2 separate regions of the Sus scrofa genome follow, and region 2 is linked to region 1. The links are chromatin contacts, called in public Hi-C maps. All regions are on one chromosome and are shown on one strand. Each heading gives the region's core, a stretch centred on a gene start, on an enhancer-like site or on the middle of the called end of the contact. The rest is flanking DNA. Distances are from core to core; before and after follow the strand shown. Region 1 holds the start of LOC106506035 (undifferentiated embryonic cell transcription factor 1-like). Region 2 overlaps LOC102160869 (atherin-like).

Region 1 (5,076 bases), core at 2,277-4,776:
CAAGCCACATCACTGGCATCTCAGGAAAACTACAGAGCTGAGTTCAGAGTCTCTCTCCCTATCCAGTCCAGTTCTCCTTCCTAACTTCGCCTAAGTGGTTCTATCCCCTCATCTCTTAACAGCTCAGAAGGGTTCTGAGCTAGCCTGGAGAGACATGAGTCCTGTTACAAAAACAGAGCCAACTGAGTGAGGCAGGTTGAGAGAGAGCAACAGGAGCTGAAGTAGTATCCAACTGATAACAGAGAGACGATTTAAGAACACTATGATCAGAAAGTAGTTTTAAGGAGACCTAATTTTGGAGACTCCTTTCCTTAAATAGATAGACTGCTTCTAGAGGCGTTACCTTGGCCTCTCCTGGTAAAGCAAGTGGCTGCAATCTCTGTCACCTACCCCATGACTATACATCTCAGCACGATTCAGCAGAGATAGGGTCCTTCACAATCGAGAGACACAAATTTAAAAATAGTTCACCTCTGGCCTGGGTAAAATCAATCAGCATGAAAGGAGAACTGAGAGAGGATCAAAATGGTGACAGGGAGGGGGGTGAATCCTAAGAGGAAACTCTGGAGCAAACACAATAGTCAGAAGTCACTGTGGGGAAGTAGATACCGGGGGTGTATCACCCATAATGTTAAGAATAATAGTTAACATTTACTGAGGGCTTACTCTTTGCCAGACAGTCTTATAAGAGCTTTCCATAGATTTAATGCTTACACTAGCCTTAAAAGGTAAGTAAGAGGTAGATACTCTTTTTATCCCCATTTTACATGCCAGTAATTTGAGGTCCAGAGAAGTTAAGTAACTTGCCCAGGATCACACAGCTCAGTGGAGGAACTGGGATGCAAAGTCAGGCCTGTCAAGGTTCAGCCCTGCTCTTAACCACTGCATTTTAGCTTCGGACCTAGAAGAAGAAGCAATATTTAGGGAAGGGGTGCAGAGAAAGTATTGGGGGAGGCTGTGAGGTGGAATGCTAAATACCGAAGCGGGACCACCGCGCAGAAAGGTGCTGAACGTGTGCGCAGCAGCGGGAGGTTCGACGGAAAGCAGCGGAGGTGGGGGCTGGGGAGGCCGGGGGGTGTGGGGCCCACGGTGGAGACCAGCGGCGCGGATGCCGCGGGAGGAGGGGGACAGAGCAGCGCCGTGGGCGTAGAGGGCGGGCACATGGGGGCTGCGGATGGAGGGACCTGCCGGGGGGGAACACGCGGTCACAGGTGGGTATGGAGAGTCGGGCGTGGAGCGTTGAAGGGGAAAGGGCAAGGGGCGCGCGCGGACTAGAGTCAGCGGTGACATCGGGGCAGGAGAGCCCCGAGGGGAGGAGGAGCCCCGTGCTGAGGGGACGAGCAGACAGGAATGAGGCCACTACCAGGGCCGGCCGGCGGGAGGGACAGGGGGAGGGGAACGCGGGCCGCCCCGAGGGGCCGCCCGGGACGCCCCTGCGGGAGGTTTTGGTGGCCACGGTGAGGGAAGTCTGTGAGGGTAGAAGTGCGGGGACCGTGGGTGGGGGCCACACTCTGAGAGGGGCGGGGGGGGGGGTCTTCCCAAGGGCGTCTCACCCGGCGGACTGGGCGGCGTCCCCGCTGTCCCCGGGCTCCGCCACGTCCCGGGGCTGCCCGGCTTCCCTGCTCTCGGGGCCTCGGGCCGCGTCGCGGCGGCTCCGCCATCTCCGAGCGAACGCTCTGCCGCAGCCGGGCCCAACCACCGCTCCCACCGGGGGGGAGGCGGCGCGCTGCCGCTAGCGGCCCCGTTCGGGTCCCTGCCGCCTCCGGGCCTGGCAGCCGCGCGGCCGAGGTGCGGGGCCGCCGAACGGTGTTCCGCAGCGCTCGGCCGAGCCGCCGCCTTAGATACAGCAGGCTCTGCGCGCCGCCGGCAGAGGCACCCCCCTCCTCCCTGCGCGGTGGCACAGTCTGGCGAGCGTCGGGCGCCGCGTCTCTGGGTGCAGGGGCGGGCCGAGGGTGCGGGTTCTTCCACTCCGCCCGGCTGAGGGGGGGAGCCGGGCCGGCCCACTGAGGGACGGGGCGGGGGGGCGGGGTCGGTCCTGGATGCCGGCGGGGCCTGGGGGCGGGGCGAGACCCGGAGCTCAGTCCCTAAGGGCCCAAGTTCTTCCCTCCACCCCAAACTCGCTTCAGCGGCTGGGGGGACTGATTGGAGGCTGATGAATTTATGAGGAAGATTAATTCTTAAATGGGCACAAAAGGAGTGGGAGAAAGTACATCTCTCCACCTGAAACCTTGTAACCCAGGCTGCTAAAATCTAAGCCTCTGGCCTTAAGCCTCCAACAGCAGTAACACCATGGACTGTTTAAAGGTTATTTTATTAAATATCTTCAGTTCAAGGTTTCATTGTAACAAAGCTATGAAGGGTCTACCAACATTCAGAACAAACACTATTTTTAAATTATTTCTATGTCGTCATGCAAAAATTCTGCATCAAATGCCTTCCATTTCCTGTTTAAAAGGTGTTTTTTTTTTTTAATAGTCTATTGTCTATAGATGCTGACATTAGCCCCAGAAGAGGAGTAAGAATGCTTAAGAAGTGGGGCTGGAGCAGCCATATGAAGCTATGGGTCTTAATGAACTCTAAGACCATTTGTCTTCAAGCCAGCAAAACCAAACCCTGTGGTGAAGGTGTCTGCGTGCTGGTACTGCAGGCTGCAGGGCAGTAAGGGGCCCAGGGGCTGGGGCATGCAGGAGGTGCTCCGAGGAGCCTGGCTAAATCCAAGCACCAGCACCTATAAGTCTGCTCTCTTCTCAGCTGGCTCCAAGGTAAACCTGTAGCTTTGCCTCTTCCCCCAGCTCCTGTGCTTCCTTAAGGCAGTCCGGGGAGCTAGGGTCTACCCATCTTTTCCCCCAATAGTGCAGACAGGTCTGCACAGTTGTTTTGGGGGGAACCAAGGCCATGACCAATTGCTCCTCCATTATCTTCTCTGCTGTCTGCTTAAAGCATAAATTTTTCCCTCCTGGAATGGAACTCCTTGAGCACAGAGAGGGACAATGAATGTAGGAGCCTTGGCTCTGGACATCTCTTTTGGGTACATGCAGGTGAGGGTGGGGGTGATGCCCATGCAGACTGTCCAGCAATAAGTCTGTACTTCAGGTGGTCAGTAAAGAGACGCCTCTTTAAAGAGGACACCTCCTCTTCTTGCCAGAGTAGTCAGGTCAATCTCAAAGACAGGAAAAGAGATGGGCGTGCAGGACGGGAAGAGTAAGGAGGGAGGCACCCCTGAGGGCAGCCTGAATGCATAGAAACAACCATCAACTCAATCCCACTGCCTTACTCCTCCCATCCCACTTGGCAGAGGGCCCAGGCCCAGATGAGGGTCGGCACAGGGACCACCACTGTGAAAAGGCAAGACAAAGATGGTCCGAATCAGCACAGAAACAGAACTGCCAAGGGCAGCAGCGGGAGCCGAGACCAAGGCCTGGCTCTCTCCTTGCTAAGTTATAAGAAAACAAACACGAAGCAAAGCGGCAACCCCTCCCACTTCCCAGCTGCAAGGATTGGGCCTCTATATCAGGGCCCACGTGCATTGTGCATCCTATAGAAATGGATGAGTAAGTGAGTGCATGTCAGACTAACACGAGGTTTCTCATCAGCTTCGTAGCGGACACACTTCTGCAGCACCAATTCTCTTCCCTTCTACACTACATGGTACAGTACAGCAACGTCCGGGCCACTGCTTCTCAGTCCTGAGGCCACTGCTTTTCAGCTGCCTCCACAGCAGGCTGGGAGCTCTGAGTTCTCTCCCAAGTAGGTCTGATGGCCACGATGTTCTTCTCATCAGCCTCATTCTAGGTGCGTATACAAATTCTGAAGAAGTCCATTCCTAGACCTGGGGCGGGCAGGCCACCTCAGGGGCTGCAATCACATCACAGCCCCCAAAGCTCTGTCAGTCTTTGCCTGGCCCCCCGAGTCCATGGAGGCCAGAGGTTGAGCTCACCTCTTCAGGGCTGGTGGGTGAGCCCAGTGCTTGTGCCAGGATGGGCATCACACAAACTCCTGCCTTCTTGCTAGTCCAAGGGCTATCGGTGGTTTTAAAACGCATCATGGTATGGATCCCATTTTTTTTTAAAACAATCTTTTTTTTTTTTTTTTTTTTCCTTAAATGTAAAAAACACCTCGGTACAGCAGAGACAGACACGAAGGGCGGGCGGGAGGGCTGCATGCAGGGGCGTGCATTGGCTGCTGCCGCTTTGTAATTTAATTGTTTTAAACCTCAAACGAACAGAACTGCCACTGTCGCTCAGGCCCTCCAGAGCCACTGGCTGCGAAGGTTTGACCTCCGGCTGGGATCTCCTTATGCCCCTGTCAAGACGTGGTAACAGAACAGAGGACAATACAGACACAGATGAGTTCCCAAGACTTAAACACACGCCACACCTGGCTAAGTCTGCCTGAGAACCTGAGAAGGTGGAGAATGGGGGAGAGGCTAGTATTTACTTTCTTTCCTTTTTTTTTTGCCACACCTGTGGCCAGGGATTGAACCTACACCACAGCAATGACCTGAGCCGTAACCAACTGAGCCACCAGGGAACTCTGAAAGCTGGTATTTAAACATAACATTGTCTCATGATTGCTGTATCTTATTTAATTCTCACAGCAATGAAGGAGGGGGGCACCACTCCTTCCCTCTTTTGACACCCGAGGAAAGTGAGGCTTAGGAAGTAATCTGTCTGAGGTCACTGCATTTGGAGGCATGGGGTCAGACCCAAGTGTGTTTGATTTCAGAGTATAACTTATTATCCACCCCCCCCCACACACACACACACACTCTGTCCACAGCCTTTGCTACTTTTCTGGGATGGCCCATATATCCTCCCCAGGTGCTTCCTCTCACCCTCTTCTTCCTTCCCTGCCCCCACTTGTCCCAGCGCCCTGTGCCCCCCAACCAGGTGCACCTGTGGCTGAGCTCACTGCAGCGGTGCGGCAGGGGCCCCTGAGCAGTGGTAGTGGACATTGAGCCACTTGCCATCCCGGCGGTGCCAGACCCGGGTCTCCTCCGACTGGCTGGTGCGAGGCCGACCCTGCCCATCGATGTACTGGGTGAGGCGGATATAGGCGATGCAAGCTGCGTCCTCT
Region 2 (5,302 bases), core at 292-2,791, 120 kb after region 1:
TATATTTCCCACCCCCATCCACACACAGCCTCCCCCACTATCAACATCCTCCACCAGAATGGTACATTTGTTTCAACTGATAGCCCTGCATTGACAAATCACCATCACAAAGTCCATGGTTTATGTTAGGGTTCACTCTTGGTGGTGTACATTCTCCTTACGTTAGGGTTCACTCTTGGTGGTGTACATTCTCCAGGTTTTAACAAATGTATAATGACATGTATCCATCATTTTAACATCATACAGAGTAATTTCACTGTTCTAAAAATCCTTTGTATTCCACCTATTCATCTCTGCTTAACATTATTCATAGTAGTAAACGTATAAATTTGTCTTTCCTTTGAGTGTTTACATAGTATTCCATTGAATAATATACCATAGTGTAGACATTTTCTAAACTTCTGCTGATACAAATGTATCCACAAGAGGCTTGCACCTCTATCTTATGCAGTTGTGCTACTTCTGTGGGAGAGATTCTTTCAGTGGGACTGCTGAATTTATATTACGCCTAAAAGTTGTTCATTTGTCAAATTAAAAAATTAACATTAGTACTGTACTATTCACCTAAATTCAGACATCATTCAGAGTTTTCCAGTTTTTACACCTTTTTCTGGTCCAGGATACCACATTCATGAAAATCATTCATTTATTTAACAAATATTTATTGGATACTACTTTGTGGTAGACATTTATGAGACTCTAGGAATTCGGCTATGAGTAAATCAGACACCATTCCTAGTAGAAGACATTACCACTACAGAAATAACAACACAAGCAATATATTATTGCCATGTGGTGACTTTGGAGGAAAAGAACAGGTTGTCAGAAAATGAAGACAGAGGAACCTAATTTAGACTGGGGGTTCAGGGACAGCCTCCAACAAGCTGAGAACTGAAGGAAAAACAGGAATAGACTAGGAAGACTGCGGGTGTGGGAGATAATGAGAGGAGAAGGAGACTTCCAGACAAAGGGAAGGCCTGTTGAAGGCCCTGAGGTGGGCAGTGTGCTGAGCTGGAGGAACACCAGGCCCAGTGTTGGGGAGAAAATCTGGAAGTGAGGCTAAAGAGGAAGGTTGGGCTAGACTGCTTGGTTCTCTAGGCTGCCTGATTTATAGTCTCCCCAACAGAGCAGGAAGTGTTGTTTCCTATACCTTTGAGACTGGTAATGCTTAGAGGTGTTTTCCTCCCTCCATTCTATTACTGTGAGAACATTCCTTGATTGTGGCCATGCCCTGATTTTCAATATGAGCCTTTTCAAGAAGTATGTAACAGCTCATGCTGAGATTGTCAGATTCAAAACACCCATTAAATTTACTTCACGATGTTAACCAAATTCCCCAAATCCCTGTGCATCTCGGCATATTTATTCTATTTTAGGACTTAAAGTATGAGAGAAATTTCCTGTTTCTGTAAAACCAATTTGTTCATCTAAAGAAAACTGTGCTTGTTCCATCCAGCTCACGTTCCAGAAGCTCCCTCTGTGGGTCCTGGATCCTGTTTTGTTCTAGTCAATGAAGTGCAAGACCTGTGTAGGAGGAAGACTGCTAGGCAGCTGGCATGAGTCATGTTTTCCAGTTCCACCCTCGATGCTGTGGGTGCTATCAAGTACTGGTCTGGCAATTTGTGTGTCCACACTCAAGGTCCACACTCTCATTTAATCCTTTATATTGGTGCCCAATAAGTATTTATTGAATGGGTATATTGTATCAGCAGAGGGTTAGAAAACATCTAAATCATGCTACCTCAATCAATGGAATACTATACAAGCATGAAAAATAATGGGTAGGAGCTCCCTGGTGGGCTCAGCAGGCTAAGGATCCAGCATTGTCACTACTGTGGTGTGGCTTTGACTGATCCCTGGCCTGGGGACTTCCACATGTTGTTGGTGTGGCAAAAAAAAAAAAAATGGGATAGATATATATTTACTGATATAGAAAGATGTTTGTGAGCTATTGAGTGAAAAAAGCAAGTTACAGAGCACACAGATCATAGTATTCTTTTTCTTTTTTCAAGTTGTGTATACACATATACATCTACATATATGTAGAAGACATCTATGTTTTTATTTATACATTTCTGTATTGTCTAAACTTGTTACAGAGTACAGATGTTGGTTTTGTAATTAAAATGAATGAAGAAATGGGAGTTCCCATTGTGGCACAGAGGAAACAAATCCGACTAGTATCCATGAGGATGCGACTTTGACACCTGGCCTTACTCAGTGGGTCAGAGATCCAGTGTTACTGCGAACTGTGGTGTAGGTCGCAGACACAGCTCAGATCCTGTGTTGTTGTGGCTGTGCCGTAGGCCAGCAGTTGTAGCTCTGATTCGACCCCTAGCCTGGGAACTTCCATATGCCACTGGTGTGGCCATAAAGAGCAAAAAAAAAAAAAAAAAGTAAAAATAATAAATACAATGAATACAGAAATGAATAAAATAAGGGGCTTTTTAAGGTTTTCAGAGGGGTGAGTGGAAAAGTAAATTCCCTGACCTATTTACCAAATCTGAGACTTGTTCTTTCAACTTCCACTCGAATAATATTTTTTAAAAAGTATTCATGATATAACAACTTCAGAAAACCTGGAAAAAATATGTATATGTATAGAAAAAGGTCTCAACAAACTGCTTATAAGACTATCTGCATATGGAATGGATTAGGGAAAATCTCTACTTCCATTGCTCGAATATTTTGTAATATGAATATATTTTTTATTACTAATAATGAAGTGTTAATTTCCTTTTTCACTATTTCCACACTTCCTTTTTTATTCAAGATTTATTCATTCATTCAGTAAGTATTTATTGAGCAACTGCTATCAGCCTGACACAGTGCTAGGAGGTTTCCTTCTTAAGGAGCTCACAGTTTGGTGGAGAAGACTCACGAGAAAACAATGGGATGTGAGAGGATGTATAACACCAAATATTATGGGGGTATCCATCTGCCAGGAGAGTCAAAGAATGACCAGGGAAGGCTTCGCAGAACAGAAGGTACTTAGGCTGAGTCTTGAAGAATGAGGAAGCATTTTCTGGGTGGACAAGGAGAGGTGGGGTATTCCAGAGAAAGAGAATACCTTGTATGAAAACACTTTTTATAAAAATCTAGAGGAGTAGGAAGTTCCTTGGTGGTGAAGGAGGTTAAACATCTGGTGTTGCCACAGCTGTGGCACAGGTTTGATCCCTCGCCTGGGAACTTCCACTTGCCGTGGGTGCAGCCAAAAAACGAACAAAAATCTAGAGGAGTAAAAGAGGCTATTCTTCTCATGAACATTAAATTGGTCAGTGTGGTGGAGACACAGGGGACATGGGGAGAAGATGGTCTGGAGAAAGACACCAAGGAAGAATAAGAAGGCTTTGAAGAACTTTGTGTGAATGATAGAGCAGGCATTGTTGCTCCATTTAATAGCTGAGAAAACTGAGTCACAGAAAGGCTAAATGACTTGCCCAAGGCCACATTAGGGGAGGAGGCCAAACTGCAATATAGTTCTAAGGTTTTTAAGCCTCAGGCTATATGGTGCTTCCTAGGCCAGGCCCCATCCTTTAGAACTTTCTGATGTTCTGGCTTGAACCACTCCAAGTTGTTAGCAAAGAAGAACAGGGCCGCCCTCACAGTAGGCTCTGACCACACTGGCCACATACTTGGCACACCCTTGTACCAGAAGCCACAGGAGAGCTTTCTCGAAGAGATCTTTTCCTCAAAAATGACATATGCACACTCAATCTTGAAGTTGGTAAGCACGCCTGAGAAACAACAGCGGCAGCATCCTGGCACCTAGCTGTCCTGAGAAGCCACTTTCCATTCTTGCTGCCAGCATGTAAGTGATATTTAGGCCGCTTGTTCCCACCCAAGACAGAGAGCCATGGATATAGCAGGAGATCAGTTCCACATCTTTACAATGTTGCATAGGCTTTGGAATCAGAAAGAGGTGATTTTCTTTCTTTCTTTCTTTCTTTTTTTTTTTGTTTTTGTCTTTTTGCCTTTTCTAGGGCTGCACCCATGGCATGTGGAGGTTCCCAGGCTAGGGGTCTAATGGAGCTGTAGCCGCTGGCCTCCACCACAGCCACAGCAACAAGGGATCCGAACTGTGTCTGTGACCTACACCATGGCTCATGGCAATGCCGGATCCTTAACCCACTGAGAAAGACCAGGGATCGAACCCGCAACATCATGGTTCCTAGTCAGATTCGTTAACCACTGCGCCACGAGGGGAACTCCAGAAAGAGGTGATTTTCATACTTACTCTAATGTTAAAATGAAGGCGTTCCCGTTGTGGCTTATTGGTTAATGAATCCAACAAGGAACCATGAGGTTGCGGGTTCGATCCCTGGCCTTGCTCAGTGGGTTAAGGATCTGGCATTGCCGTGAGGTCACAGATTTGGCTCAGATCTGGCATTGCTGTGGCTCTGGCGTGGGCCAGCGGCTACAGCTCCAATTAGACTCCTAGCCTGGGAACCTCCGTATGACACGGGTGCGACCCTGAAAAGACAACAGACAAAAAAATAAATAAATAAAATAATGGTTAAAATGAAAAGACTGATATTCCATGTATTGTCAAGGATGCAGAACTGCTAAACAATTTGGCAGTATTTAATAAACTTAAATATATTTGGACCTAAGAAAAATGTTCATGACAGTGTTACTCAAAATAGCCTAAAACTGGGAGTTCCCATTGTGGCTCAGTGGAAACGAACCTGACTAGTATCCGTGAGGATGCAGGTTTGATCCCTGGCCTCACTCAGGGGTTAAGGATCCAGCATTGCTATGGCTGTGGTGTAGGCTGGTAGCTACAGCTCTGATTTGACCCCTAGCCTGAGAACTTCCATATGCTGCAGCTTCAGCCAAAAAAAATAAAGCCTAAAACTGGAAACAACCTAAATATTTATCAATAAGAGAATGGATAGGAGTTCCAGTCATGACTCAGTGGTTAATGAACCCAACTAGTATCCATGAAGACACGGGTTCGATCCCTGGCCTTGCCCAGTGGGTTAAGGATCTGGCATTGCTGTGAGCTGTGGTGTAGTCTGGCAGCTACAGCTCCAATTCAACCCCTAGCCTGGGAACCTCCATATGCCATGAGTGCTGCCCTAAAGAGACAAAAAAATAAACAAATAAATAAGAGAATGGATAAATACATTGAGGGGTATATTCATAAAATCATATACTATTCAGGAATAAAAAGGAACAAACTGCTGATCCACTCAATATTATACACAAATCCTTGACACGCTATATTGAGCAAAAGAAAGCAGATACAATAGTATGATCCCATTCATCAAAATTTCAAGGATAGGTAAATCAGGGGTTC

The links. Hi-C and Micro-C count contacts between places; a contact is called where the count stands out from the background.
Region 2: a contact with region 1 is called in a Hi-C map of embryonic fibroblasts, with 3 times the contacts expected there. The contact joins the enhancer-like site here to the promoter of LOC106506035 in region 1. A contact is called at or near these places in 10 of 47 Hi-C or Micro-C datasets (adipose tissue, alveolar macrophages, embryonic fibroblasts and 6 more) and 2 of 2 datasets of contacts at active chromatin or transcription factors (alveolar macrophages and skeletal muscle).

What each region holds. Positions count from the first base shown.
Region 1 is chr14:76,532,803-76,537,878 of Sscrofa11.1, forward strand. LOC106506035 (undifferentiated embryonic cell transcription factor 1-like) reads right to left here and starts at 3,527. Exons shown (of 7, transcript XM_013983327.1): 1 at 3,482-3,527; 2 at 3,275-3,335; 3 at 2,613-2,648; 4 at 1,554-2,052; 5 at 1,273-1,468; 6 at 979-1,184; 7 at 890-901. The coding sequence starts at 3,527. The coding sequence ends at 890. CAMK2G (calcium/calmodulin dependent protein kinase II gamma) reads right to left here. Exons shown (of 21, transcript NM_214193.1): 20 at 4,896-5,076; 21 at 4,079-4,302. The coding sequence ends at 4,908. It overlaps NDST2 (bifunctional heparan sulfate N-deacetylase/N-sulfotransferase 2), which reads right to left and starts at 1,893. Exons shown (of 16, transcript XM_005671114.3): 1 at 1,554-1,893; 2 at 808-901.
Region 2 is chr14:76,657,855-76,663,156 of Sscrofa11.1, forward strand. All of the region lies in intron 1 of LOC102160869 (atherin-like), which reads right to left. Among named protein-coding and RNA genes, the nearest start is that of PLAU, 31 kb to the left of the region's middle. Within about 2 kb of position 1,542, at least 13 of the 83 cell types and tissues checked have an H3K27ac peak or open chromatin away from gene starts, as enhancers often do. A contact at or near this core is called in alveolar macrophages, embryonic fibroblasts and retroperitoneal adipose tissue, where this site is marked.